Linked DNA regions of Mus musculus: all the other regions are linked to region 1. A link is a contact called in public HiCAR-type and promoter capture Hi-C data. All regions are on one chromosome and are shown on one strand. Each heading gives the region's core, a stretch centred on a gene start, on an enhancer-like site or on the middle of the called end of the contact. The rest is flanking DNA. Distances are from core to core; before and after follow the strand shown. Region 1 holds the start of Zfp69 (zinc finger protein 69). Region 2 holds the start of Akirin1 (akirin 1). Region 3 holds the start of Pabpc4 (poly(A) binding protein, cytoplasmic 4). Region 4 holds the start of Heyl (hairy/enhancer-of-split related with YRPW motif-like). Region 5 overlaps Trit1 (tRNA isopentenyltransferase 1). Region 6 holds the start of Trit1 (tRNA isopentenyltransferase 1). Region 7 holds the start of Mycl (v-myc avian myelocytomatosis viral oncogene lung carcinoma derived).

Evidence for each region. Promoter capture Hi-C pulls out the DNA fragments that hold promoters and counts their contacts. HiCAR-type assays count read pairs that join an accessible place to other places. Capture Hi-C pulls out chosen DNA fragments and counts their contacts.
Region 2: a promoter capture Hi-C map of pre-B cells shows a contact between it and region 1, with 3 times the contacts expected there. The contact joins the promoter of Akirin1 here to the promoter of Zfp69 in region 1.
Region 3: a contact with region 1 is called in a HiCAR-type map of astrocytes, with 3 times the contacts expected there. The contact joins the promoter of Pabpc4 here to the promoter of Zfp69 in region 1. A contact is called at or near these places in 2 of 39 promoter capture datasets (cranial neural crest and pre-B cells) and 2 of 115 datasets of contacts at active chromatin or transcription factors (astrocytes and large pre-B cells).
Region 4: a contact with region 1 is called in a promoter capture Hi-C map of pre-B cells. The contact joins the promoter of Heyl here to the promoter of Zfp69 in region 1. A contact is called at or near these places in 5 of 39 promoter capture datasets (cranial neural crest, frontonasal cranial neural crest, hippocampal neurons and 2 more) and 1 of 115 datasets of contacts at active chromatin or transcription factors (large pre-B cells).
Region 5: a promoter capture Hi-C map of liver shows a contact between it and region 1, with 4 times the contacts expected there. The contact joins the enhancer-like site here to the promoter of Zfp69 in region 1. A contact is called at or near these places in 7 of 39 promoter capture datasets (the C10 cell line, cranial neural crest, frontonasal cranial neural crest and 4 more) and 1 of 9 other capture datasets (embryonic stem cells).
Region 6: a contact with region 1 is called in a promoter capture Hi-C map of pre-B cells, with 5 times the contacts expected there. The contact joins the promoter of Trit1 here to the promoter of Zfp69 in region 1. A contact is called at or near these places in 7 of 39 promoter capture datasets (cranial neural crest, embryonic stem cells, frontonasal cranial neural crest and 4 more), 8 of 115 datasets of contacts at active chromatin or transcription factors (embryonic stem cells, epiblast stem cells, forebrain and 3 more) and 1 of 9 other capture datasets (liver).
Region 7: a contact with region 1 is called in a promoter capture Hi-C map of adipose tissue, with 3 times the contacts expected there. The contact joins the promoter of Mycl here to the promoter of Zfp69 in region 1. A contact is called at or near these places in 5 of 39 promoter capture datasets (cranial neural crest, hippocampal neurons, liver and 2 more), 5 of 115 datasets of contacts at active chromatin or transcription factors (astrocytes, embryonic stem cells, epiblast stem cells and 2 more) and 2 of 9 other capture datasets (adipose tissue and liver).

Annotation. Positions count from the first base shown.
Region 1 is chr4:120,949,570-120,953,336 of GRCm38.p6, forward strand. Zfp69 (zinc finger protein 69) reads right to left here and starts at 2,119. Exons shown (of 6, transcript NM_001384119.1): 1 at 1,875-2,119.
Region 2 is chr4:123,748,590-123,752,356 of GRCm38.p6, forward strand. It overlaps Akirin1 (akirin 1), which reads right to left and starts at 1,710. Exons shown (of 5, transcript NM_023423.3): 1 at 1,359-1,710. The coding sequence starts at 1,575.
Region 3 is chr4:123,280,862-123,284,628 of GRCm38.p6, forward strand. Pabpc4 (poly(A) binding protein, cytoplasmic 4) reads left to right here and starts at 2,050. Exons shown (of 15, transcript NM_130881.3): 1 at 2,050-2,946. The coding sequence starts at 2,754.
Region 4 is chr4:123,231,766-123,235,532 of GRCm38.p6, forward strand. It overlaps Heyl (hairy/enhancer-of-split related with YRPW motif-like), which reads left to right and starts at 1,791. Exons shown (of 5, transcript NM_013905.3): 1 at 1,791-2,181. The coding sequence starts at 2,102.
Region 5 is chr4:123,044,830-123,048,596 of GRCm38.p6, forward strand. Trit1 (tRNA isopentenyltransferase 1) reads left to right here. Exons shown (of 11, transcript NM_025873.3): 5 at 2,046-2,188. Among named protein-coding and RNA genes, the nearest start is that of Trit1, 30 kb to the left of the region's middle. Within about 2 kb of position 1,677, at least 43 of the 459 cell types and tissues checked have an H3K27ac peak or open chromatin away from gene starts, as enhancers often do. A contact at or near this core is called in liver, where this site is marked.
Region 6 is chr4:123,014,666-123,018,432 of GRCm38.p6, forward strand. It overlaps Trit1 (tRNA isopentenyltransferase 1), which reads left to right and starts at 1,928. Exons shown (of 11, transcript NM_025873.3): 1 at 1,928-2,118. The coding sequence starts at 1,945.
Region 7 is chr4:122,993,906-122,997,672 of GRCm38.p6, forward strand. Mycl (v-myc avian myelocytomatosis viral oncogene lung carcinoma derived) reads left to right here and starts at 2,026. Exons shown (of 3, transcript NM_001303121.1): 1 at 2,026-2,245; 2 at 2,609-3,113. The coding sequence starts at 2,165.

The sequences.
Region 1 (3,767 bases), core at 869-3,368:
CAGAGACCATTGTGAGATGAAGAACTCTGGGTATAGACGCTTCATCTTTGGGAGGCAGTCCTGTAAGCTGCTTTGAGGCCTTTGGACTCCCCTTCCTTTTCTTTCTTGCGACAGGATTTCTCAGTATAGCTCTGGATGTTCTGGAATTCACTCTGTAGACCAGGATGGTCTTGAACTTAGATATCTATCTGCCTCTACCCCCTGAGTGCTGTGATTAAAGGTGAGCACCACTATGTTTGGCTGTACTTTCTTTTAAACTTTATTTGTCTGTCTGTCTGTCTGTGTGCCATGGTGCTCAGCTGGAGGGTACAAGATAACTTATGGGAGTCCATTCTCTTCTTCCAACAAGTGGGTCAGAGGGATTGAGCTCAGGCTGTACGACTTGGCAGCAGGTGCCTTTCCCCACTAAGCCATCGGACTAACCTGCTTTGTGTGCCTAGAGAGCAAAAGGCATGAAAGGAGAGACCCAGAGAACCCATCATACAGCCAGAAGTCCAGAACTGTCTTTATAGCTGCAAAAAGGCCTAGAAGATTCGGCACCAATACTGAAATAATAGTGTCCTGGATACAGAAGTAACCCTCAACTTTAAACACATAGATACAAAGACGCCAGTACCAAAGGAAAAAAAAAAGTACAAATGTCCACATGCCCTGACCTGACCACCTTGTAAGCTGCATGCCCCTTCTGCCTGCTTACATATTTGGAGCTGGCGCCAAGGAAGGCTCTTTGATGTCTGACCTGTATGTAAAGCTGAGACCTGAGGCACTTCAAGTCTGACCTTCAGTTTCCTCATCTATAAAATGTGGATGTTAACTACTGCACAGGGATGCAGTGTTGAGACAATGTTAGGTCTACTAAGTTAACAATTAAGACCTTTTTATTTTAAAGCTGTACAATAAACATTATCTTAAAGTTTAAAAAAAAAATCACGGGCTGAAGAGATGGCTCAGCAGTTAAGAGCACTGACTGCTCTTCCAAAGGTCCTGAGTTCAAATCCCAGCAACCACATGGTGGCTCACAACCATCCCTAATGAGATCTGACACCGTCTTCTGGGGTTTCTGAAGACAGCTGCAGTGTACTTATAATAAAGAAATAAATCTTTAAAAAAAATTAAAAATAAAAAAAATCACATGCGTTTATTTATGGGGGTGGAGGTCACATGCCAACTTTTGAGAGTTGGTTCTCTCCTTTTACCAGGGCATCAGACCTGTCTGCCAAAGCCTTTACGGGGCCCCAGTGGCCATCATGTTTTAGAGTTATTTTAGAAAACAATTAGAAAGCTCAGCTTGAATATCTCAGTTGATAAAACAGTAATTCACAGGGCTGCGCTTTGTCATAAGCCAGCAGCAACAGTCGTCATCACACACTCCAAATGCCCAGCACAGCTGGTGAAACGAATCCCCGGTTCAGATGCAATTAAAACTGCAGGGTTATGTGCTCCCACAGAGCTGGAGAGGAGGAAATATAGTATGTCAAGTGCAAGTAGAACCACTACAGAACTGACCATAACAGCAATTTGGAAACAACCCGAATCCATCATCTGAATCGCCCATTCAGCATATGAATAGTTGTGGACACTGGGACCAGATTCAGTGGACCTGATACCCAAACGCAGCTCTCTCTCGGGGAGGGGACTGCTCTTTGAAGTCTGGGGGAAGAGGAGGAAAGGTGAAAGACTGCCTGTCCAAAAAGACCGGAGTTGGTGCAAATAGCCCCGACTATGTAAAAAGTCTCGTCACTAAGTGCAAACTTTGTGCTGTTCCTTCCGAAGGAGCTGGCAATCCCAGAAGCTTGCTGAACGACCCATCGGCAGAACTTCGCAGGCAGCCACCCGGTCGAGCTCGCAGCTCCGCAGCAGAGTCGCCTACTCACCGGAGGATCTCCGGATCCGTTCCCGCCAGCCTTCCACGCTCACACCGCGGCGCCCAGTGCGCAGCGTGGCTTCCGAGGGACACAGGACACCGTCGGCCTCCGGGCTGGACACCGGCCTCTCCCGCTTCTCACCCGCCGCACCCGGGAGCGGAGCTCCGCGCGCACAGGCGTCCTGCCCGGCCTTCTGTCCCAGCCCAGGACCTGCGGCGCCGGCTGCGGCTCAGATGCCCGAGCTCCGCCGTTTCACCCCGCCCCTCTAGCCCGGTTCGTGTCCCCGCGCCTCCACCCGGGACCCGCCCACCCCACGCTGCTCGCGTCAGCGCCCTGCCCGTGGCTCCGCCCACCCGGGTGCTGCGCGACCCAGATCCCGGAAGCCGGAAGCCGCCCGGGCAGACCCAGGGGCGGTGTCCAGCGAAGCCGGCAGCCCCTGCTGAGGGTCTCCTGTACCCCGTGGCCCGGCGAGTCTTCCTGGAGAAGCCGCTTCTCTGTCATTCTTTCATTCTTAAGGCTTCAGGATGCAGCCTTAAATCGCACGCAGTTCCTGCTCTCTCCTAATCTCCTAATTCTGGTGAATTCGATAAGTAGAAAAATAGACAATCCAAAAGGCAACAGGGGCCTAGAAAACAATAAACTTAAAAAAAAAATTCCGGGATATGTATTTTTAATGTCCCTAAAGACATGTATTAGTTTGCTTAAGGCTGCCTCCCACCCCCAAAGAAAAACACTTCACACCGGTGACTTAAACAATAGGAATTTATTTTCCCATGGTCCTGGAAGGTAGAACCCCTTTCTTCCCATATTCTCACGGCGTGTTTCCTGAGTGCCTGTAGCTAGGGGAAGTGTCTGGTGTCTGAGTTAGCCTTCCTCAGTTCCTCAATTTAACTTATCTCTTTAAAAGTTCAGTAAACATATGGCATTGAGAAAATAAAACTGAGCCCACTGGAAGATACAGAAGAGATGACGACAGAGTAAACACTTACCAGAGCAAAAATTGGAAAACCAGCATCCAGAAAGTTAATCCAAGTTGAAAGCGGCTTTTGCCCAGCTATCTGGAAAACAGACCTTTCATACTGCACATAGAGACTGGGAGGGGGAAAAATGAGCGGACTTGGGACTGATATAGGAAACCCTCTCCACATGAGTAGAACCTCGAAGGGCTGGGTGTTCTCTTTAATGTGTGTGTGTGTGTGTGTGTGTGTGTGTGTGTGTGTGTGTGTGTGTGTGTCTGTGTGTGTTTGGGATGGGGGAAGATAAGTGAAACAACATGGGAAAAATTCATGAACTGCAAAAAAATTTCGTGTCGTTGGCTGTGATCTTCGTTCAAAGTCATCTCTATCTATTGAGTTGAAGACAGTGGCACTTGGGCTGTAAATTAATTTGCAAAAAAAAAAAAGACAAATTGGCAGTAGAGAGTTTATTAAACACTACTGTACAGTTGCATCTGGTGCTCCTGGAAAAGGGATTGCACCCCTGAGAGGAGTGGAAGATCTTTGGAGTTGGCAGAACTAAAGCTCTGAGTTTATCTCATGAGCTGTTTGTCAGTGTCCCCATCTAAGGGACCCGCTGACTTCTGTCTTGCTAAGCAGTTAGTCTTACTGCACTAAGTAACTAATTAGCTAACTCTTGATTGGAACAGACACCAGGTGTCATTCAGAGTAGGCTTCAAATGCCTGTATAATACATCACAAGTCATTGGTTCCCCACAGTCCCACTCTGATTGTTAATGTGGAAGGAGGTTTGTTTGTTTTGTTTTTGACTCTACATGTTACGGGGGCGGGGGGCATCATCTTTAGCAGACAGCATTATAACTGTAAGCACCCGGCTTCCCTTCAGTTACAATGTCGAGTGCAGACTTAAAGATAAGCAAGCTGTGGGCATAGTCCCATGTGGTGT
Region 2 (3,767 bases), core at 460-2,959, 2.8 Mb after region 1:
TTAAGTCACCAGGGAATTTAAATTGAAAAGATTGCATTGTGGGTCAGACTAGGTAATGGATGCAAGACTCTATTTAGAAATGATTCTTGGAATCAGCCGTGATGGGTTACAAGTCTGTAATTCCAGTCACTTGTGAGGCTGGGGCAGGAGGGCTGCTGAGTTCAAGACAGGCCTGGACCACACTGTGGGTTCCAGGCCAGTCTAGAGAGTGAGACACTGTCACAAAACAGCAAAGTGAAAGACTATTCAGATTAACAACCTCAAGGAAAAGATGGAGAAAGCAGGTCTAGTGGAAAGAGCAGAGCCACAGTTAAAGGAAATGGATGATACGACGACGTGAACACAGGTAAAGCTCGAGAGGACTGCTGGTGGCAGCAGTATCCTTGAGGGGCTAAGCACAGGAAGGAGGAAATGAAAACTAGAGGCACTAGAGACTGCAAGATGTAAGGGGGAAAAATGATTTAAAGGGACTGCAGGTTTTCCTAATGCTTGAGGAACAACAATAAGAAGAAAACAAAGAAACAACTTGGCCAAATCCACTTTTGAGGGATTATTTCTGGGATCCCTCTAATTTGCTGAATATGGGTGCTGAAGCGCGTTCCCTCCTCCTACTGCAATATGATAGGCATCTTTACTGCCCCATGAGTCCTTCTTTTTGCCTTGTCTAAAACGAAGTGCCTTACTCAAGTCGAGTCACTGTATTAGATATTTGAATTTTGAGTACAGAATCTCTGTATACTTAAGGATTCTCAAATACTAGCCAACCAACTACCCACTTCAAGCCATACCCGAAACAAGACAATAGCCACACGATAAAACAAGGTCAGTCCGTCTCTTAAGAAATAGTCTGGTTGAAATTGCATTCCATGGCTTCTGCTCCCTAAAGAATTCTAGAAATCAAGTCTTCCTAAAAGCACCTTGCGGCGCTACATACGCTCACGCCCCTTCCCCTCTATCCGTCTCCCGCCCCACTCATGGCTGGGTTCGTGAGCAGAATCCAATTTTCCATGGCCCACTGGATCTCCCGGGAGGTTCCGCACAAGCGGAGGCAGGAGGGGCTTCAGGGACACCAAGAGCCTTCGGCGGTCTGGGGTATCCCCACCTCATTTTGGTGCCCACCCCTCAGACTCTCCAGCTCCAGGAAACCCGAAAACCGACACTGTGGGGTCACTGCCCTTCCCGGATGTCTCTCGTCCCCGGAAGCAACCGGGCCCAGCAGCACCCCAGTTCCTTTTTCTCCCAAGGCCGATATGGGGTGCGGAGGTGATCTCGGCCGGTGTCCACGACCCCCGCACCCTCCCCGCCCCCCACGCCCGGGCCTGGCTTCCTGCCAAGTCCGCAGCAGCAGCGCAGGTTACCGGGAGTTGGAAGACGACGCTCGCTGCCGGGTGGGGCAGGCTGCTGGAGGCTCGCCGGCGGCGTCTGCATCTGAAGCGGCGGCGGCTCGGCGTCCGGGGGCCTGAGGCCCGGAGTGGGGCCGGGCAGAGGGGCGCAGCGTCGCCGCTTCGGGGAACCGGGGCTCAGCAGCGCCGCCTCGAACTCCATGGGCCGCTTCAGTGTCGCCCCGCACGCCATCCCGCGGAAGGGCCAGAGACCAGACGCAGACGCGGCAGCAAGGACTGCCCTGGATCCAACTCTTCAGCTACGGCTCCCAAGCCAAGCCGGCTCCAATGGCGCCTCCGGCACCCGGCAGCCGCGCTGGCCCCGCCTCCTGTGACGTCACGGGCGTGCGCCACCGCCCGGCAGAGGGGAAGAAGTCGGAAAAGGGCCGATCCGGGAGGCCCGCGAGCCTGGGCTCGGCCCATGGCGCCCCCTGCGGAAGAAGTAGGCCGGTCTGGGCGGAGAGCGTGGTCGCCTAGCAACACCCCCGCCCCCGCCCCTCCCAGGGCCCCCCCCTTCACGCTCTCTGCCGGAGTGGCCTGGGAGGTCTTTCGCACCTGCGCGGCAGGGGCCTCGGGGGCGGGGGATGGGAGAGACCCTGGGAGACCGGGGTTCCCTTGGCCGCGTGACCGATAAAAGAGGTGATTCTAAAGGGTTATCAAAGGATTTTGTCTTGAGTCCCAGGAAATCTTCACAAACATAACCGGGTTATCTAAGGATAGACTTTATTTAATCCACGAACCCTGTGCAATCATGGGCAAAATTGGAAGGGGAGGTGTGTTACAAATGAATGTATTTTGGGGATAGATGACCCGGCCATTAATCGGATCACTAAATGGATATGTGTTACGCAAAAAAGGATTAAAAGGAAAAAAAAAAAAACAAAAAACAATCCTACCAGAAAACTCACTGGCTTAAACTGTCTAACCAAGTGATACCAGGGTGTTAGGAACTTCCCCTGATAGCTGATTTGGCAGTTGGCTTCCTCATCCGACTTGGCAACTCAGACTGGTTCTTCCTCGGGTCAATCGAGATTCTCTGCCGTACTGTTGGCTGGAAAATGCTTTTGATATTCAGCAAATGAATAGAAAACAGGGAGGTTCTGCTTTAGGGAACTCTGGTTGTAATTTTCCTGGGGAGTAACTCCAGTGCTTTCAAATACATCAATAGAGTCATCAGAACAACACCTCCACATTCAAAGCCTTTCTGTAATTATTTGTATATTAGTGGCTGTGATTCCTGTAATCTGGCTTTAACATTATCTCTGTAACAGATTTTTCTAGAACAGTCCAAATTTTAGATACTCATTTCTAATTGCCAAGATGGCTGTCACAGTACTTCAACACACTTGGGGTTAGACAATAAAGGCATACTATCTCCAATCTTCCTCCTCCTTCTCCGCCTCTTCTTCCTTCTCCTCCTGTTCGTTTTGGTTGCTTTTCTCTGAGTCCTCTTCCGTTTCTACAAACTCTTTAAAGATCATAACATAGGTCATATACTTTCACATTTATTTCTGTAAAATATAAGACAGCACAGCATACCAAATTGCTGGTTTTCTGTTTGTTTTGCCATATTGGGATTCAAGCCTCCCTAGGCACATTACCCATGTTAAGTTTATTTTAGCACATTTATTGTCAATATAGATGTAACGTGGTTTAAACTAAAATCTAGAAATAAAACATTAGAGTTTTTTTTAAAAAAAAAAAACCTCACAATTATCTTGGTGGTAAATGACTGAATTTAAAATTCAGTTCTGAGCTTCTTGAAGGCTAAAGAAAAATGAAACCATAGTCATGATGAATAGGTGTTATCTGAATGGAACCAGTTCACCAGAGGACACAGACCATCATTTTGTGTATCACTTTAATTCCAAAGGTAGACTGTCATGACTTTATTAGGAAACAATGATGTAATAAAGCCTTTAAGACCGCTTGCATGGCTGTTTCTATGTTCAATAAAAGCCAAGGACATGAAAAGCCACTTCACGATGGTTATTTTTTAAGGGGACCTAAGAGCATCAAGTAAATTGTTTTCTTGTGGTATAAACAGATCCAAAGTGAACGATTAGAAGACTTGAAAAGTATGTCCCTTGGGTAGTCATTTTAAACACACCTCTCTTAGTAGGGTTTTGCTACGTGCTTTGGTAGTCACTCTGTGATCCTTTAAAACATTGAGTGTGCCTTGGAATATTAGTGTTTTAAAGGAGGAAGCTGTAATTTGAATATATGTCTAACTGTGCTTCAAAACCATACATTCCTTGAGAATAACAAGGAAGCCTTTATTCATCTGTATTTCCCCACGACTTGCACAGTGAATGTGGCAGGAATAGACACGGAATAAATATTAGTCAATGAATAAGTGGTAATTATTATTCTATCTCTGAAAGT
Region 3 (3,767 bases), core at 800-3,299, 2.3 Mb after region 1:
TCAACAGACAGGTATTGAGCATTTAGTCTGTGCCATGTTAGACGTCATTTAAAGGTCTTGTTCTCATAAGGCTTGTGTATAGGGAAAGACAGACACTAAATGAAGAAACAGGCAAAATGCCTGAGACTAGAGTGTTTGGAATCCTCCCTTTTTTAGATTATGGAATATTTGCAGAAAAATATATCTTAGGAATAAAGCCATAAAGCCCAAATCTTTTTTTTTTTTTTTTTGGCTTTTCAAGACAGGGTTTCTCTGTGTAGCCCTGGCTGTAGACTAGGCTGGCCTCAACCTCAAAGATCCACCTGCCTTTGACTTCCAAGTGCTGGGATTAAAGGCACAAGCCACCACCCACCCAGCTGTGGCTGACTTCAAAATTGTTAAAATCCTCCTGCTTCCGCCTCCCAAATGCTGAGATTAAAGGTGTGTACCACCACTTTCCAGCTTTTTTTTTTTGGTTTTTGGGGTTTTTTGGTTTTTTGTTTTTGTTTGTTTTGTTGTTGTTGTTGTTTTTTGGCTTTTTTTTTTTTTTTTTTTTTTTTGGTTTTTCGAGACAGAGTTTCTCTGTATAGCCCTGGCTGTCCTGGAGCTCAGAAATCCACCTGCCTCTACCTCCCGAGTGCTGGGACTAAAGGCGTGCGCCACCACGCCCGGCTTTTTTTTTTTTTTTTTTAAAAGACCGGTCTCACTATGTAGCCCTGGCTGGCTTGGAACTTGCAATATCCATTTGGTTGGTCACAAATACTCAGGGGGGATCGGTCTCCCAAGTGCTGAGACTAAAGGTGTGAGTCACTACACCTAGCAAGGCTTCTTTATTTAATATAGTCACCAGAAATTATTCTCAGAGGTAAGGAGGGACTCTTACTTGTATACCATGGTAACCATGGCAACCATGGCATCTGCTGGGGGGGGAGCTCTGATTAGCCATTTATTGGAATGAATTGATTGATTAAATACTTATATTTCCTCAATTGTTTGCTTCAACCAGTAGACGAGTATCTGTCTAGCTTTTGCTAATTTCTGGTTTGAGTGAATATAAGGATAGAAAAAAAAATGGTCCCTGGCACTTATGGAGTAAGGAAATACTGCTATAACTCCACATATTTAGTCTCATGAGATAACATGATCTTCAAATGGTCAGTGAAACCTTCATTTGGGTAAAAAGTCAATGATTACCCTTCATCATCTAAGCGTAAACTCTTAACTAGCGTTTACATAGTAACAAAAACATTGTTTCACATGCACAGATGCATTCTCTTTGTGTTGTGCCATGAGTCGCCACGAGATGCCTTGTAAGGACATCACTAGAGATAGCTCCCTTATACAAGAACCATGAGCCCAAATACACCTTTCTTCTCCTCTTCTCCTTTTGCACAAACTAAGCTGTAGGCGTGCCACCAGAACAAAACAGGAGCGGACAGTCACGTTTTGTTTTATAAAAGCTTTGGCAAGATTTGTTCATCTTTTCAAAAACAGTCTCATCACCTAAGATACCACCACCATTTCTAATGACCTCCAAAATCCAACCTCAAGGTTATATGTTCTTAAAACTTTCGTATGTCTTACGTATTCAGCTCAACCATGTATTGGGCCACCTAGTAGCTGTACTTTAGCATCCCTTTGTGTAGATTTGGGCATTTCATGGATGTTTTAAACATTATACCTGCGTGTGGGTCTTGGGGAGGACATGACTCAATCCATACACTGCAGAAAGAGAATCATACAGGTGCGTGCTGCTGGTCCTCCAAACGCAAGGGGACGCTGTGACACCTTGCGGGCGGCTCCAGGTCACTCTGGTGTGACTGCCCCGCCTTGGGCCCCCGGGGCAGAGTGGGCGGGCACGACTGCGCCCAGGTCTCGAGGCGCCCTTCGACCAGCAGCGCCCGGGGCGGGAGGGTATAAATGGAGCGGTGGCGGCTCCAGCCGCCTCTCTCCGCCCCGGGTCGCAGCCATCAGTGTTGCGTTTGGGCTCAGCACGCCTGAAGCAGAAAAAAGAAAAAGCTTAAAAAAAACACAAAAGCCTCAAAAACCTTAAAAAAAAAAAAAAGAAAAGAAAAGAAGAGGAAAAAAAAAAGCAAAAGGGAAAAAAAGAAGAAAAAGAACCAGACAGCGACTTGTGCTGGGAGCCCGTGGGGAAGTGACTTTCACAGCTTCCGGCCTGCCTGTCCGTCAGCGTCTGTCTGTCCGTCCGGTGGTGAGCCATCCCCCTCGGCCCGGCCCGCCCCTGCACGCCTCTGCGCCGCGTGGCAGCCCCGCGCCCCGGCTGGCCGCACCACGTGTCCGCACTGCCCTTCGCCGGCACCCGCAAAGATTTGGTTTCCCCCTTCCTGGGCTGCTGTAACTGTAAACCGCCGGGAGTCCGGGGCCTATATTTATCACGAAACGCGTGTTCCCAAGGCGGCCGTGAGCGCAGCATCTGATTGCCTCTTGAAAATTTTTTGCCCCCTTTACGAGGGGATTTCCTACTTTAATTTTTATTTTTTAAGCCTCAAGCCAGGACAGCTGGAGAGTACAAACTCCAGGAGCGGGCCATATTGTTTTTGAGAGCCTTTTGTCTTGGGGCTTTTGCAGTCCCGTGCAAGTCGTCCCGCACACGGGTCCCGGCTCGGAGCCTCCCTGCTCCAGCCTTCTCCGGCGTCGCTGGTGCCACCTGTGCGCTGCGGCGCGTGCCATAGCTCCTCGGAGCCCCTTTTGTCCTGCAGTAGGCCTTGTTAGAAGTCCTCCTGGCGGGGCTCGGGGTCGTGGGGGGTGGGGAGATGAACGCTGCAGCCAGCAGCTACCCCATGGCCTCCTTATACGTGGGCGATTTGCACTCGGACGTCACCGAAGCCATGCTGTATGAAAAGTTTAGCCCTGCGGGGCCTGTGCTGTCCATCCGGGTCTGTCGCGATATGATCACCCGGCGCTCTCTGGGTTATGCCTACGTCAACTTCCAGCAGCCAGCTGACGGTGAGTAGTAGCGGTGTGCACACATTCGGGAGATTCCTGGGGACCTTGGGAATCCTGAAGGCGGAGGCCAAACTGCCAGGACCGGGGAACATAACAGCATGTTGCCTGAGAAGCCTTGGGTGGAAGCAAAATGAGCCAGGCATGTGGTCATGACCCTGGCTTCAGTCTCCCACCACTTGCTAACCTGATGACCTTGGGCTACTGGGTGGGGGTGGGGTAGAGCAGGGGTTGGAACCCAAGGAGATTTGTGTAATTCGGGATCCGAATAAAGGGACTTGGGTATTCTAGTGTGTCTAGCCCCACTCAGGTAGAAGTGGGTCTGGCACTCAGTGCATTGAAATGACACCTGAAAGTGTAGGTTGCAAAACTGGGGGCTCTAACCTGAACTGACTGACTTGGGATGGCTTTAGGGCAGTGGAAAGCAAGGAGAGCAGTTTCATCCAGTTGCCTTGAGGGGAGTTGCTAGTGTCAAGCTGTTTCTACCAGGCTCTCTTTTGGGGACTTGCTCAACTGCATGGAGCTCGAAGGATGTAGAGGAGTGTACCCAGGAAGTCTAGGAAGGTGTCACATGGAATGTACTGGGCAGTTTTGCCTCACTTGTGCTGCCTCAAGTTGGGCTGCCAGGGAATGTTCTGCCATCCTGGTTGCACTGGAGGCTGCAGGCAAGCCACAAAATAAGCCCAGAAACGCAATCGGGGGCTGTAAACTACTCCACATTAAAAGGGACCAAGTGGAGCTGGGCAGTGGTGGCGCACACCTTTAATCCCAGCACTTGGGTGGCAGAGGCAGGCTGATTTCTGAGTTCAAGGCCAGCCTGGTCT
Region 4 (3,767 bases), core at 541-3,040, 2.3 Mb after region 1:
CGCTTGGCCAATTGAGGGTTAAATGAATTAAAATTTACAGAACACTTAGAATAACAGTTCTCAACCTGTGGGCTGAGACCCTTTGGGGATTGAACAACCTTCTCACAAGGGTTGCCTAAGACCATAAAAGAAAACACAGATATTTACATTATGATTCATAACAGTAGCAAAATTATAGTTATGAAGTAGCAATGAAAATAATTTTATGGTTGGGGGTCACCACAGCATGAAGCTTTGTATTAAAGGGTCACAGCACTAAGAAGGCTGAGAACCACTGGCTTAGGTACCTTTCCAGCTGCTGTGAGAAGCACTCACCAAACAGTAACTAACAGGCTCCGCCGCCTCTCCATCCATTTGCCCTCTCCCAAAGCTTTAAAGGCCGTCCATTACCTAATGACTTCCAAACTTAAATCTCTTTGCCGAACCCCATAGTCCCTATTTAACTGTGCAGTGTATTTTGAGGACCTGGGACGTCTCTCGAGAACATGCCTACCTCAGAGCCCTTACCTTCCCCTGCAAATCTGCCAGCCCTTTCTCTCTCAGCCAATCACATAGAGCAAACAAGTATCTGCCTTTCTAGGAAATGCCTAGTGCACACATTGGGCACTCTTCACACTGGTTGAGGTTCTCACTGTTTTGGCAGGTGCCCACAGAAATTATGTGAGTGCTGAGGGCATTTGGAACAGGAGAATTGGTGCTTGCGGCTGCGGTGGCCAGCAGAGTTTCCTGATGGCGACCGTTCATGCCAGTCCTATCTGGTCATCTATGAGCATGATAAGTTTCTGTGCTTGGCCAAGTGGTTACGTGTGGGTCTGAGTGGCAAGAGGCCTGTTCTTTCCCATCAGGAAGTATCTGCAAGCAGAGCTGACTATGGTGAAAGTGTGTGTAGTCAGCTTCAGGTGACCAACCCCACTTCCCTACACCAAAAGCTGGCTTTCTTTTGTGCCTGTCCCAGTGAGCAGAACAAAGGGAGAGGACTCCTCTGGTGCCCTGCCCACCACACCCACCTCCACCATCTCCCTGCCGCCCCTGCAAGAAGTTTGCTCTCCTCCCTCAGCTTCCCTCTGCACTTCTCTGCGTACGATGACCTGGGAGGATGGCAGCTGAATCTCTAGGCACAAGGACAGGAACTCTCACTGACTAAATAGTTGTCTGTGGTCAGACAGGCTCCCCCAGAAAGAGAAGCCGAAGGCTCCTTTCCTCTCTTCCTCTCCCTGGTGCCTGCCAGGACAGCTGTCATTAAATGAACTGGGGTGACTCCCAGGGATACCCCACCAACCACCACACCCTACCTACCTTCTCCATTCCTGTGCTCCCTCCCACAAGTCAGAAGCTCAAAGATCTTGGCCACTGTAAAGTCAGCACTTGGGATGCAGAGGCAGGAGGGTCAGGGATCAGTAGTTCAAGGTCATCTTCTGCTACACATCAAGTTCAATGCCACTTTGGGTTCTATGACCCTGTCTCCCCTCCTCCAGCCTTCTCAGCTGGCAAGCAGCAGCCACCCCTTTGGGGGTTCACCAAAGGACTTCGAAGTTCTGAGCATCCCACAGTGCACGTAGCTTCCCCAATACACACACACACACACACACACACCACAAACTTTGGTCCCCTATAGAAGGAGTGACTGAAGAATTACTTCCAAGGGGTCACAGGCACCCCCAGTAACCTTTCCAAACCTATCTGCCCTCCCTGCATGCCCTGGAGCAGGAAGGTACAGGTCTGACCCTTATAAAAAGCTGAGGCACTGCAAAGCGAAGTCTGTCGCACAGAACTAGGGACAGATCCGGATTCTCTGGGCTTCCCCGTGGGGCCTCCCAGGGCACCTGCCCAAGGCCACCCAGAGCGCCAGCCCAGGCAGCGCCGGTGGAGCGGAGCCGGACCTCCCAGCGGCCGATGGGGGCGGTGACCGCCCGGGGCCTTCCCACGGTTCGGTGGCGCGTCACCGCGGGGGCGAGGGGGCGCCGGGGCGCCCCGGGCTGCGGTGCAGGAAAGGGCCCTGGGAAAGGGCGGCGTCGGCTCCCGGGCCGGGGCGGGGCTGAGGCGGGGCCCAACAACCAACTCCAGGGATCGCAGGGCTGGGACCCCGCAGCCAGCTTTCGGCATGAAGCGGCCCAGGGCGCCCAGTGGCTCCGACGGCGAGTCTGATGGACCCATCGATGTGGGTCAAGAGAACGATCTTAGGTAAGACAGGGTGGAGCGAGGGCCGTCCGGGGGTGAGAAAGTCCAGCACACTCAAGTTTGTGCGCAGCCCTCAGGTGTCAGCCAAGATGCGGGGGCGTGTGCAGCGACTCCAGTGCGTCCATAGCACCAATGCGGCAGATTCCTGAGTACCCTGAACCATAACACCCTGAACCAACTATGGTTCAGGGAGCTGGGATGGGAGGACAGTTCAGCTGGAGGATATTCTGTCGTTTGGCTACCCCCAGGGACGCCCCTGAGAAGTTTTCCTGCAGACCTAGGAAACCTTCATAGATGTAGATACCGCATTCCATTGCCCATAGTTTGTCTACTATGAAGACTTCTGTACTTTTCCAATTTCACTCTTCTTTGGGAACAGTTTTCACATAGTACACAAAAGGACTGGGGGCTGTGTCCTTTTCGCTTTGAGCATACTGGGATTTGTGTTTAGGTACTGAGGGAAATAATAGCCAACTTGCAAAAGCCTAGACTCCAATCTTCAGCACCCCTTCCACCAAACCACCAAGCCGCCAATGCAGTTTCTTTTTTGTTAAATAATCTAACTTCTAACCTGTGGAACAAACTGAACTTGTACAATCCTTGCTACCTATCAGCTCGGTGACTCCATAAGCTTCAGTTTTCTGGTCTATAAAATGGGTATACATGATGAAGCTAGCTTCATAGCGGGTGTAGACATCAAACGGAAGAATGTCAAGGCCTTAGCAGTAGTTCATGGTGAGTGCTTAGTGGTGTCAGGCTCTAAGTCTCCAGGCCTTGCCACCCAGCCCACAACCGCCACCAACTCACCTTAGAGCTTTTCCTTTCCTTCCCTTTCTTCTTTCCATTCTTCCTCCCCCTCCTCTTCTTCCTTCTTCCTTTTTCTTCATCCACTGCTAGGGATTGGATCCAGATCCTGGTGCATGCTACCCAAGTGCCCTGTCACCATGCAGTTCTGAGCCTTCGGTTCCCCTGCCTAGGCCTGTTTCCACATAGAGAAGAGGATGCGAATGGAAAGAAAAGGAACCGGCCTCTGGAGCAGGTGTCTCTCTTGCTCTACTAAACCTTATTTGTCTCTGACCACCCTGTACATGCCCCGGCACGTGCACACATACATAGAATGACTGTTTTAGTTTGTCTAGGTTTTTCCTCAATGGTTTCTCTGTGTAACTTGGCTGTCCTGGAATTCACTCTGTAGGCTGAGCTGACCACGAACTCAGAGATCCACTTGTCTCTGCCTCTCAACTGCTGGGATTAAGGCTCGTACCACCACCACACATCTAACTTTTTTTTAAGAGGCTACAGCTAGGCATGGGGACATATGCCTTTAATCCTAACACTCAGAAGGCAGAGGCAGGAAGATCTCTATAAGTAGCTAGAGCTAACTTTTGACTTAGTGAGACCCTATCTAAAAAAGGGCAGAGTCAGTCTCTCTCTCTCTCTCTCTCTCTCTCTCTCTCTCTCTCATCCTCAAATCTTACATGTTAGGTCTGGGGATGTATAATATAGTTCCTTATGTAAATCCTTTAAAAATTACTTAGCAGAAACTGCTACTTAAGAGAAATAATTCTCAAAGCCTGTTTCTGCCGCCA
Region 5 (3,767 bases), core at 427-2,926, 2.1 Mb after region 1:
AAGGATAGTACTATATTGTTTTTCCCCGGGGCCTATGTAATCTTGCTTCATTTTCTATTTGATCTTTGCTTGTATAACAGTTTTCATATAAAATTTTTCTGGCATGCAATCCTTTTACATTGTGACTTGAGTTTCATAATTTGATTGTGCAATGCTGGGTTGTGGCCCAGTAGCTTTCCCAGTGGGAGGTGGTGTTTATACGCTGTCTTACAAGTCAGCTCACCTTTGCACATGGAAACTTTGTAGCAGGGAAGAGAGGTGGTGAATAAACTCCTCACATGCTTTCTCAGAGGGTTTCAGAATTGAAGCTTCCTGTGTTGCTTTGTTTCTCTGCAGCGTTGGGAGTGGCTCCCGTGGCTGGCACAGGAGACCATCTAAGGAAGGATTTAGTGGGTGCTAGCTACACACATCACTTGCTATGGTAACAGTGGTGTCGGGGCTTAGAAAGTGTTCTTCTCTAAAGATTTGCTAAGACCAGTGTTTCTTAATACTTTTCCATTATTCCACCTTAGAAGAGCCATTTAAGAGTGTCCCCACCCCACTGTGATCTCTTCCAATGAAACTTTACATTAAAGGAGAAAGGTTTTCCACACAGAGGTTTCCTTGGAGGGCTACGTTCTGACCTTCACCTCACGAAGGTGCTGTCACCCTGGTGAGAAGGATGTTCTAGGGAAATGCAGTTTGTACTTAGGCATACTTTTTTTTTTTTTCCTGTTGTTGAGTCAAGATCTCATGTAGTCCTGACTGCCTTAGCTGAGGGCGGCCCTGAATTCCTAGTCTTCTCTTTTCTGTATCAGCAGTGTTTGGAATCTGGCATTTATCTCCATGCCCAACTCGACACATTTTATTTCAATCCAAACCTTTCCTTTTTTTTTTTTTTTAAGCTCAGGAACATTGTAGTGAACACTCCATTGACAGTTCTGCATGCTGTGATTTATTTATTTATTTATTTATTTATTTATTTATTTATTTATTTTTAGAGTCTGTCTTTAGTTTTCTCTGCTTTCCTGATCAGATCTTTCTTTCTCTTTAGTTTTTTGAGACTGGGTTTCTCTGGCTGTCCTGGAACTTATTCTGTAAACCAGGCCTTGTACTCAGATCCACCTGCCTCTGCCTCTCAAGTGCTGGGGTTAAAGGCGTGCGCCACCACCACCTGGTTCATATTTTTATTTTTTATGCTGCTTGAGAACTGTGCCTTAAGAAGAATCACTAAGTTCCAAGCAAGAACTCTAGGGTCTATCCTGTCAGAAAGATGGAGAACTTTTATCATAGCTCTTTTGGGTGGAGTCTGTAGACTTCTTTCCATAAGTAGGTGAGGTACTGTTAGGTTTTTTTTCTTATAGATGTTCTTTGAGTGACCATGGTTATTGAACAAAAAGGGGTTTCCCTCTAGTGTTGGGTTTTCAGGAAACAAAAGTAGGTCAGGAAGGGAAAGGTTGCCTTCCAGCTGATAAGTTGCAGCCATCCAAGTGAGACTGTGGCTTTGGGAGCTCAGTTACCTGCTGCTGTAATACAGCAGACTGCACACAGACATGGACAGCAGCTTAATTATGAGTGTGTGGGCTCACTCTTTGATAGCCTCTGTTCCAGGAGAGTGTAGTGGATTAGCCAGTGTTCTTGATTACTGCGAGCCATAGCTAAAGAGAAAGTGGCCGAGCTGGATGTGCAGCATGCTTGGCACTGTGGGAAAGGCACTCCAGCGAGACCAGACTTGTTGGCTTGTACAGAGTGTCCCAAACAAGCTTGTACTGCTCACTTGAAAGTAAGTCTCCTTCTGTTTGTACAGAAGAAACCTGTTATTTCTGAACTCCTTTAACTAATTCTAGAATGTGTTTTTAAAAGAACAGTGTTATTTCTCACCCAGAGTTTAGGTGCCTTTCTGAATAGCTCTGGGATTAGAGTAAAGCCGGAGCTTCGTGCTTTGGGAATTTATGCATGAAGTTGAAAAATGAAGCTTTCTTCGAGACAGTCTTTCTCTTTATTCTAGTTGAGAATGAATATTCCTAATGGGTTCCCCACTCCACCCCCTTTTTTAAACAACGTAGGAGCTTGCAAGTGTTTGAAGAAACAGGAATCTCTCACAGTGAATTCCTTCATCGTCAGCACGCAGAGGAAGGCGGTGGTCCTCTTGGAGGCCCTCTCAGGTTCCCTAACCCATGCATCCTCTGGCTCCATGCTGACCAGGCAGGTAAATGCTTCGGTCCAGAGTCTGTCTGAGACAAAACGGAGAATACTAGGGTTTTATGTGTCAAGTGCTTCGAACCACTGGTGGCTGACACTGAGCACTAGTGTGAGCTCCCAAGTTTACTGTGTCAGCCACCACACCTTGCCTTAGACCCCATGTAGTGCTTCCTTAGTGATTCAGGAAAGAAGGGAAGGAGAATACTGGTTCTCAGATAACCAGCGTAGGGTAGGATGAAATGTGCAGACTAAAGAGAGACTGCTGCTGAGAAGGTTGAAAGGACAGAGGGAGGGAGGTTTCCTGTCGGACCTCATGGTTGGCTGCTGGTAGGATCTCTCATTAGGCCTGAGAAATGGGTGTGGCAACTGGCTAGCTAACCTGATAGCATTTGTTGCTAAAGTATCCTGATGCCCTGTGCTGGGGACTGTTTCACCCAGAAAGGCATCCAGTGAGCACCCAGTGGTGAATGGCCCAGTCTTGAAGACGTCGTTTTACCTTACGATGCTTGCTCACTGTCTCCTAATTTTGTTAGTTCTTTTTTTTTAAAGATTTGTTCATTTTATTTATGAGTCCACTGTAGCTGTCTTCAGACACACCAGAAGAGGGCATCAGATCCCATTATAGGTGGTTGTGAGCCACCATGTGGTTGCTGGGATTTGAACTCAGGACCTCTGGAAAAGCAGTCAGTGCTCTTAACTGCTGAGCCAGCTCTCTGCCTGCTCTGTGAATTCTTAAGGCCAATTAGTTTGCCACTCTGTATTCCAACTCTTCAGTAAAATAGAATTGATAGTAATAGTATTTATCTCAAAGTGCTGATTAAGAATTCAATAGAGTAATATTAAGCAGAGTTGTGGGACTGAGAGTGTGGCTCAGTAGTAAAACACTTGTTTGATAGTCACAAGAATGTGTGTTCAGTTCCCAGCAGGGTGCTCACAGAGATTCAAACAGTAAAACATTGGTTTACTGACCAGTCCTTGGTAAACAAGTCTTAGCAAGGTAAGAGAGAGCCATGGTCATTAGAGGCCGAGAGGCAGCAGCAGTGAACAGATAGGGCAGACGGTCCTAGTTGTGACGAGAGTTCCTCCTGAGTCATTCTCAGAAGTTTATGGAAGAATGTAACTTTTCCATAATGAAATGTTTGTACAGTCCAACCGTACCACACAGTTCAGTGTAAACTACTGGGCTGCCTCATGGCAGTGCTGTGTGTGGCTGCTGTACCACGGGGTGATGAGCTCCCACTCACCTGGGTAGCTGAAGCTGCACCAGGAGGGCACCAGGGGATCCTGATGAAAACAACAAAGTTAGAGTAAAAAAATAGGACAAAATTTAGAAAGAGTCAACCACTGGACATAGTGATGCACTCTTAGTCCCAGCACTCGGGAGGCAGAGGAAGGTGAGTCTCTGTGAGTTCCAGGCCAGCCTGGGCTACAGAGTAAGACACTGTCTCAGAAAACCAAAGAGAAAAGAAAAGTCAACCAGGAGACCCTCAGCCATTTGTAAAAGCAGGGGCTGTGTAGTGCACGGCAAAGTGCCTGCCCCTGTTCCCGCTGTGCCATTCAGATAGCAGGAAGGCGAGTGCTCTGCT
Region 6 (3,767 bases), core at 678-3,177, 2.1 Mb after region 1:
TGTGGGGGACTATGTTAGCTTTTCTCCTAGGCCCCGCCCAACAGTTACCTAGCAACAGCCAGGTACTAGTCTGGCTCTTATTATCTGACTGTTCAGGCTTGCTCTCTCTCTCTTCTCTCTCTCTCTGCCCCCTCCCCACGTTTTCCCAGCCAACCTCTTCCCTTCTCTCTCCCTCCTCTCTCTTTCTGCCCTTCTCTGTCCCCTTTCTTTCTCTGCCTCCACTCCCTTCTCATCCCTCAAATAAACATTTCCTACTAGACCCATTGGGTGGCTGATACCTGGGGGTGGGGGTCTCAGCGGCCCCATGCTGAGGCACCTCCTCCTGCTGCATCATGCCACCACATTACAAAACATATCAGACTACTCGTGGCTTTACCTAGGAGCTAGACCGAAGCAGTCTCAGAGAAAAAGCACTTATGCCCCCGCCCCCATCCCAAGTGCTGACTGAACCCAGAGCCTCATGCTGACTAAGCAAATGCTCTACCACTAAACCTGCATCCTCAGACCCCTTAAACTGCCCAACTAGCTAGAGGTTAGCAGAAGGGGTATTTAAGCATCTTTACACGTTATTGAAAGATTCTCTGCCCTTAGGCTTTTGCTCTTACTTATTTAGGGAGGCAGATGGGATTGTACAATTATAATAACACAAACTGTTTAACAAATGGTGGTTGTTATGTGCCAGTGCATTTGAAGCAAGCACTTTCCAGACATTATTTCACCTTTTCCTTATGGCAATCCTTGGAAGAATGGAAAGATAAAATTGCTGAGGTTAAGAGGTGAAGTAAGGGTCTGAAGTGTGCTCAGCTCAGTGCTAGAGTGTATATTCAGCACCCAGGGGGGGCCTGGGTTCAGTCTTCAGACAAAGAGAAAAAAAAATGCTGCTAATGGAATTAATTCTGATGAGAATTAATCAGCTCTCAGCTGATAAGTCTGAGAGCTGGAATTTGAATCTAGGTTCATCGGGTTCCATAACCATTCTTTCTTAATTTTAAACTTCAGTGTGTGTGGTGTGTGTGTGTGTGTGTGTGTGTGTGTGTGTGTGTGTGTGTGTACAGAGGTCAGCATCAGCTCTCTCCTTCCACATGCGGATCCTGGAGATTGAACTCAGGTCATCAGATCTGGCTGCCAGCAACTTTACATGTTAAACCATCTCTCTGGATTCTTAAAGCCATTTCTCAAAGTGGTGTGTGGAATCTTGAAGTCTGGCCATCCTTGATTCTGATTTTTCTTTCCCTCACTTGTATCTGCTTTACCCTTTGATTTTCTTCTGCTTCCTCTTCTAATTTTTGGGTTGTCATTCACTTGCTTGTTCTTTTGCTTTTAAGCCTATCTCTTGACTGCTTTATGCCAACGCAGAGCTTTGTCCTGCTTTCTGATTGTGTCTAAATGAGTGTGGAATTCAAACATTAGAGCCATGCTCTTGACTGAGAATTGGACAGATCTGATTTTGAAGAATGACTGAGAATCGGACACTCTCTGAGCTTATTAAATCCAACGCTAAGGTAGGCAAGTCGTTTCTCTGTCCATTTAATCATTGGTGGGTGCCTGTGCTAGGCACAGGAGACTCAGCAATGAACTAGTCAGAATGTGCTTCTTGTCTTTGTGAAATTAACAGCCTGTGGTAGAACTCAGACAATAAACCAGAGGCCAGTTATACAGTTTTATTCTTGAATTAATGCTATGAGGAAAAAGAATTGGGTGCCTGGACGCAATGTAGACAGAAATATTTTAGATGGGCTGCCATCTCTCCTTTGAGAAAGCAAGTCGGTGGGCTAATCTCAGCTAGTCGAAGGCAGTTACGTCATGGGCCTCCTAAGCTTGGTACCTTTGTCCCACAGTTTCCTCCTTTCCACCCTCCCCGCGTTCTGAGCCGGAGATCCGCGCCGGCGCACTGACTGTTGCCATGGGGACAGCTGCTTCGGCGCATGCTCAGATGCCTTCAAGATGGCGGCTGCGGCTGCTGCACGAGCAGTTCCTGTGAGCTCTGGATTCCGAGGCCTGCGGCGAACACTGCCACTTGTAGTGATTCTCGGGGCTACTGGGACTGGCAAGTCCACCCTGGCTCTGCAGTTAGGCCAGCGGCTCGGCGGCGAGATCGTCAGCGCCGACTCCATGCAGGTATGGCAGCGTGCTTGGCCCGGGGGCCTGGGAACCCTGGAGGTCGCGTGCGGGCCTCTGGACTAGGGGACACCCTGTCGCGTGGCTGTAGTGGGTGAACCTCGAGGCGTATGGGGATCCAGATGAAAGGAACCCACACCTGCTAGGTACCCATTCCAATGGCAGACAGTGTCCATTGTGTCCTGTGATCGCTAAGTAACTTCTCAGGCCATTACTCTTTCGTAGATAGTACCAACAGTTTCATTTATGGATAAAAATGTTGGGGGCTGGGGAGGTGAAGTGACCTTGTGCGTGGCACATTGCAAATAAATGGAGGAGAGATAGTGGAACGTTTAAGGTTGACATCCGGTGAATTTCAGTAAGTTAATTATTCCCAAATTTTGCCATAATTCTAATTCTAGCCCAAGGTAAGTCAGATGCCACCTGTGAGTGTCTTCTTGGGCACTAGAGCAGTCAGAGGCAGCCACTGGCTTCGTGACTTCAGATCAACAGTGCCCTTTACTTGAATATTATATTTGTAAAGTGGAGGAAATGTCATTTGCCCCACAATCACAAGGCTAAAGTATTTAATAAGTGAGACATTGGAGTGTTACAGTGGAGAGAGGGAGGCCAGCTCGAAGGTCAGACATTGTGGTAAATATTGGCTGAACCTGAGGGCTTTTTTGTTTATTTGTTTTTGTTTTTTAATCCTTTTGTCCTCTTTGCGAGAGGACTTTCGGGGATGTAGGAGCATTTGAGCTAGAGAGTAGGTGACATTTTGGGTGAATGTGAGAAGAATTACAACAGCTGTTAGGCATGTTCAAAGGTGTCGAACATATACAACCAGTCGCAGAACTCATGGTTAGTAACCTAAAATTAGTAATTAATTCTTTGCCCCACTTTACCTCATAAGGCTCCTGACATTGTTTCTACCCTCATAATTTATTTTTCCATGATAAGATCATCAGCTTATACTAAAAGGTAAGGTAATGTAACAAATAGTTGTTTGCAGCCTGCTTTGTGCCAGCTTAGGGAGATAAAGAGTTTAGCTTGAACTGAATCTCAGCCAGATTTTTTTTCCCCCAACTTTTTGCTACATGAACAAAGATACCTTTGTTCCTTTGCTAAAATAGGAAGAATATAAAAAACAACCTTGTGATCATTAAATGAAATATATGTGAAGCACTTATTACAAGTGTTTAAAAAATATGTTAACAGTGAAAACTATGGTGACTGTGTGTGTGTGTGTATATGTACATTAGACCAAACTCCTTATATTGGGGAATGTTAGTCTGGCTAAACATAGAGTAAGACAGAGCTAATAAGTGAACAGAGCTACTTATAGAGCATTTTCAGGTGGGCGGGTTCAGAAGATCAGAAGAGACTACAAGTGCTGGATTTCGTGATAGACTATTAAATTTGGTAGAATTCTTGAGAAGGGAGAAATCAATGAATGTCATGGAAAGTCTCTAAAGAAGTGCCTAGGCTGGGGAGACCCTGACCCTGACCTCTCTGGCCTCTACATACATGTCTGTATGTACACACACACACACAAATACAAATTGAAAAACAAATAGGTCAGTATGAATTATAAAAGAAGAGCTTAAAATTGGGCAAAGTGTCATACGCTGTGATCTTCACTCTTTTTGGAAGCTGAGGCAAGAGGACAA
Region 7 (3,767 bases), core at 776-3,275, 2.0 Mb after region 1:
GAAGGTTGTATTGGGGCTGGAGAGATGGCTCAGCGGTTAAGAGCACTGACTGCTCTTCCAAAGGTCCCGAGTTCAAATCCCAGCAACCACATGGTGGCTCACAACCATCTGCAATGAGATCTGATACCCTCTTCTGGTGTGTCTGAAGACAGCTACAGTGTACTCATATATAATAATAAATAAATCTTTAAAAAGAAGAAGAAGAAGGAGAAGAAGAAGAAGATTGTATTGGGAATACAGGCATGAGCCATCATACCTGGCCTTAGTGAGGTCAGTCTGGGCAACAGAGTGAGAATCTGTTTCAAAAAAAAAAAAAAAAGAACAAAATGAACAACTCAGGTAGGCCTATTTTCCAAATATAGATTCCAAGCCTCCTGTGAATTCTATGCAACAATATCTCCCTTAAAAGTTATTTTCCTGCTTACATTGGTTTCTGTTATTGTGACCAAGACCCCGGAAAGTGCAGCAACCACCACAGACATCTGCATGCCTGACAACAAGACCCTGAAAGGGAGTCTAATCCCTCTGCACCAAGGCTGCAACCAAATCAGGAGCCTTTTCTGGGCCTCCCAGTACAGCACAGAGCAGGGCATACAGGCCGTCTCAATAAAATCTGGTTGGCTAGGTCACTCAGGAAGCCAGTGCGTAAATATTGCCAGAAGTCATTCTAGGTGCAGGGACTACAAAGCGAGCCAATTCCTGCTTTCAAGGATGTCCTACACACACCTTAGACACAACAAATGGAAAATGGAGAGTCACACACACCCCCTGTCTTCTCACCCAACTCGTGGGTCATCTCACACCTCCCTGGCCCAAAACAACGGGACGTGTTTATCCTTCTGGCTTCAGTCTGTTAGGATGGCAACAGCCTGTAGTTCTGAGTAGTTAGACAAAAAGAGTAGGAGGAAGAGAAGGATGGCAGACAACCAGACACCAGACCTTGATGCCAGGTGTAGGATTCTAGATGAATTGGCTGCTATCCTAAGTTACCTTCCTTGGACCTAAATTAGTTAGTCTTTTCCTTTCTCAGAAGGTAGCCTGTTTATGATAACACAAAGGAAATATATATATATCTCCATCGTCTCGGCCAGGGATGTCATGCAAAACTTCAAACACTTTGATCCCACAGCTAGGAAGCACAAAACAGGGGCCTGAATGAAGTTTCCACACCCCTACACTCCTATCTCTAAAACAGCCGTTAGGAGAGTTTTGTGTGGAGGATGAATTCTGGGAGGCAGGGCTGTGAAGGAAGGGTCAAGTGTCAGCTATGACCTGGGGGATGACAGAGGTCTCACTACCCTCCCCAGGGATAAAGCTGCTGTTGTTCGAATTCTCTCATGTCCTTTCCTAAGGTGCTCTATCTTTTTAGTAAACAAATTCAGCCCGGCGATCCTGTGAAGTCATTACCATTCCTTCATTTCACAAGTAAAATTGGGGCTCCGAGGGATTATATATACTGCAGGCTTTCTAGCTCGGAATCTTCACTGCTATTCAAGGTTTAAGCCACTGAGCTAAAGAATGGGCTAATGGTTACTGAAGCAATGGGTTGAAGAAGCCTGGGTTCAGGGCCGAGGGCCACCAGGTGGCGCGGTGGAGGTGCAGTGTGTGCCCCACCATCACCACCACCACCTCCTCTGTCATGGGTGGGACGCACCTGAACCTGGTGGGGCGCGCCCCGGGAAGTAGACTAGCAGGGTGGGGCAGGGAGCAGCTCTAGTCCTTGGCTCTGAGTAGGCGCGGAGCGCCGCTTTAGTTAAGTCGCTTGGACCGCGGGAGCCTCTCGAACAGTCACGCCTCCACCAGGAGACTGCGGGGCTGCATCAGCTCTTCTGCTCTGCGCTCCCCAGCGTACAATTTATTAGGGAGCTTCAAGGGATAGAATAGAAACGACCAGTTCAGCCAGGAGGTGGGGCCGGCCCCACCTGTCGCCAGCGGAGAGAGGGGCGGGAGGGGGAGGGGCTTGTCTCCTAGGGACCACCCCCCCTCCTGGTCCCCAAGCCCCGGGCACGCGACGAGATATAAAGCAGTCGGGAAACAATGCGCCTGCAGATCGCGCTCCCGCGTCGATCCCGGGAGCGTCCTGGCTGCCGTGTGCGAGCGAGGCGGGGGGCGCGCGCACGGGGGGCGCGCTCGTGAGTGCGGGGCCGCGCGCTCGGTGGCGCGCATGTGTGTGTGTGCGGGCTGCCGGGCTTCCCCGAGCCGGCGGGGAGCCGCTCCGCTCCAGGTGGCGGGCGGCGGGAGCGAGGTGAGGCTGCGGGTGGCCCGGGCAGGGGTCCCCAGGGGACTGGCGGGCTGCAAGGCTGCAGACTGCCTTCGAGACAGCGCGCCCCCGCCCGGCCCTGCTGTGCCCCCGGAGCTGAGCTCCGGGCGGTGCTGGCAAAGTTTGCTTTGAACTCGCTCCCCTCAGCCTGGTCGGCCCGTTGCGAGCTGCCCTGAGCGAGCTGACCCCAGGCCAGGCTTCCCAGGAGCAGGGACCAGGGCGCGGGCTGCAAGCTGGTGGGCCTGGGGAGAGACCAGAGCCCCGCAGCCAGCTGCAGCGAGGGACTCGGAGCCGCCTCTTCCCTCGGCGGGCACCGCAGTCAGCTCGTCTCCCCCTTCCCTCCCGCAGGGAGCGGACATGGACTTCGACTCGTATCAGCACTATTTCTACGACTATGACTGCGGAGAGGATTTCTACCGCTCCACGGCGCCCAGCGAGGACATCTGGAAGAAATTCGAGCTGGTGCCGTCGCCCCCCACGTCGCCGCCCTGGGGCTCCGGTCCCGGCGCCGTGGACCCAGCCTCTGGGATTAATCCCGGGGAGCCGTGGCCTGGAGGGGGTGCCGGGGACGAGGCGGAATCTCGGGGCCATTCGAAAGCCTGGGGCAGGAATTATGCTTCCATCATTCGCCGTGACTGCATGTGGAGCGGCTTCTCCGCCCGAGAACGGCTGGAGAGAGTGGTGAGCGACAGGCTGGCCCCAGGCGCGCCCCGGGGGAACCCGCCCAAAGCGCCCGCTACCCCGGACGGCACTCCTAGTCTGGAAGCCAGTAACCCGGCGCCCGCCACCCAATGTCAGCTGGGCGAGCCCAAGACTCAGGCCTGCTCCGGGTCCGAGAGCCCCAGCGATTCTGGTAAGGACCACCCGGGGGCTAGCTAAGAGGGAGGCACCCCTTGGGTGGCCAGAGCTCTATCTACCGCTGTTTGAAATCAGGCATTAGATCTTAAACCTTCCCATCACCTCCCCATTTTCTGACTGAAGCTGTCGGTGTAGCCCCCAGCTGTGTCTGTCTGGCACGTGGGTGTGTTGGTAAACAGTTTGGAGAAGTGGGGAGGGAGCCAGCGTCCCTCTGATGGTGATTGGAGCCCCAGGGGACCAGGGCGACTTGGTGAGGGTTGGCGCTTAGAGAGGACAATACTCGGGTTGGACTGTAGGGGATTTCTGTCCTTGGGAGGTTGAAAGGGTTCCCTTAAGAGTCACTCCAAGCTTGAAGCTTTTTTGTTGCTGCCTCTTTCCCTGGGAAACTCACACTTCCCTAAGGGAGAAAAGACTGAGATACCTTTTGAGCAGAACCAAAAGCCTTCCTCCACTCGAAAACCTCCATCTCCCGCCTGCTGCACTTTAAATTGCTAATTCTCTTCTCTTACCCCAGTCCCAGTCCTTACTACTTCCCATCACTAGTGACTAGTGAGACAGGTGGAGGGAGAGTAAACGCTCCTCTTAACAGATGGGAAAACTGAGGATTAGAGACAGGAAATCAGTCAAGTGAGCCCCAGCCTCCTGCTGT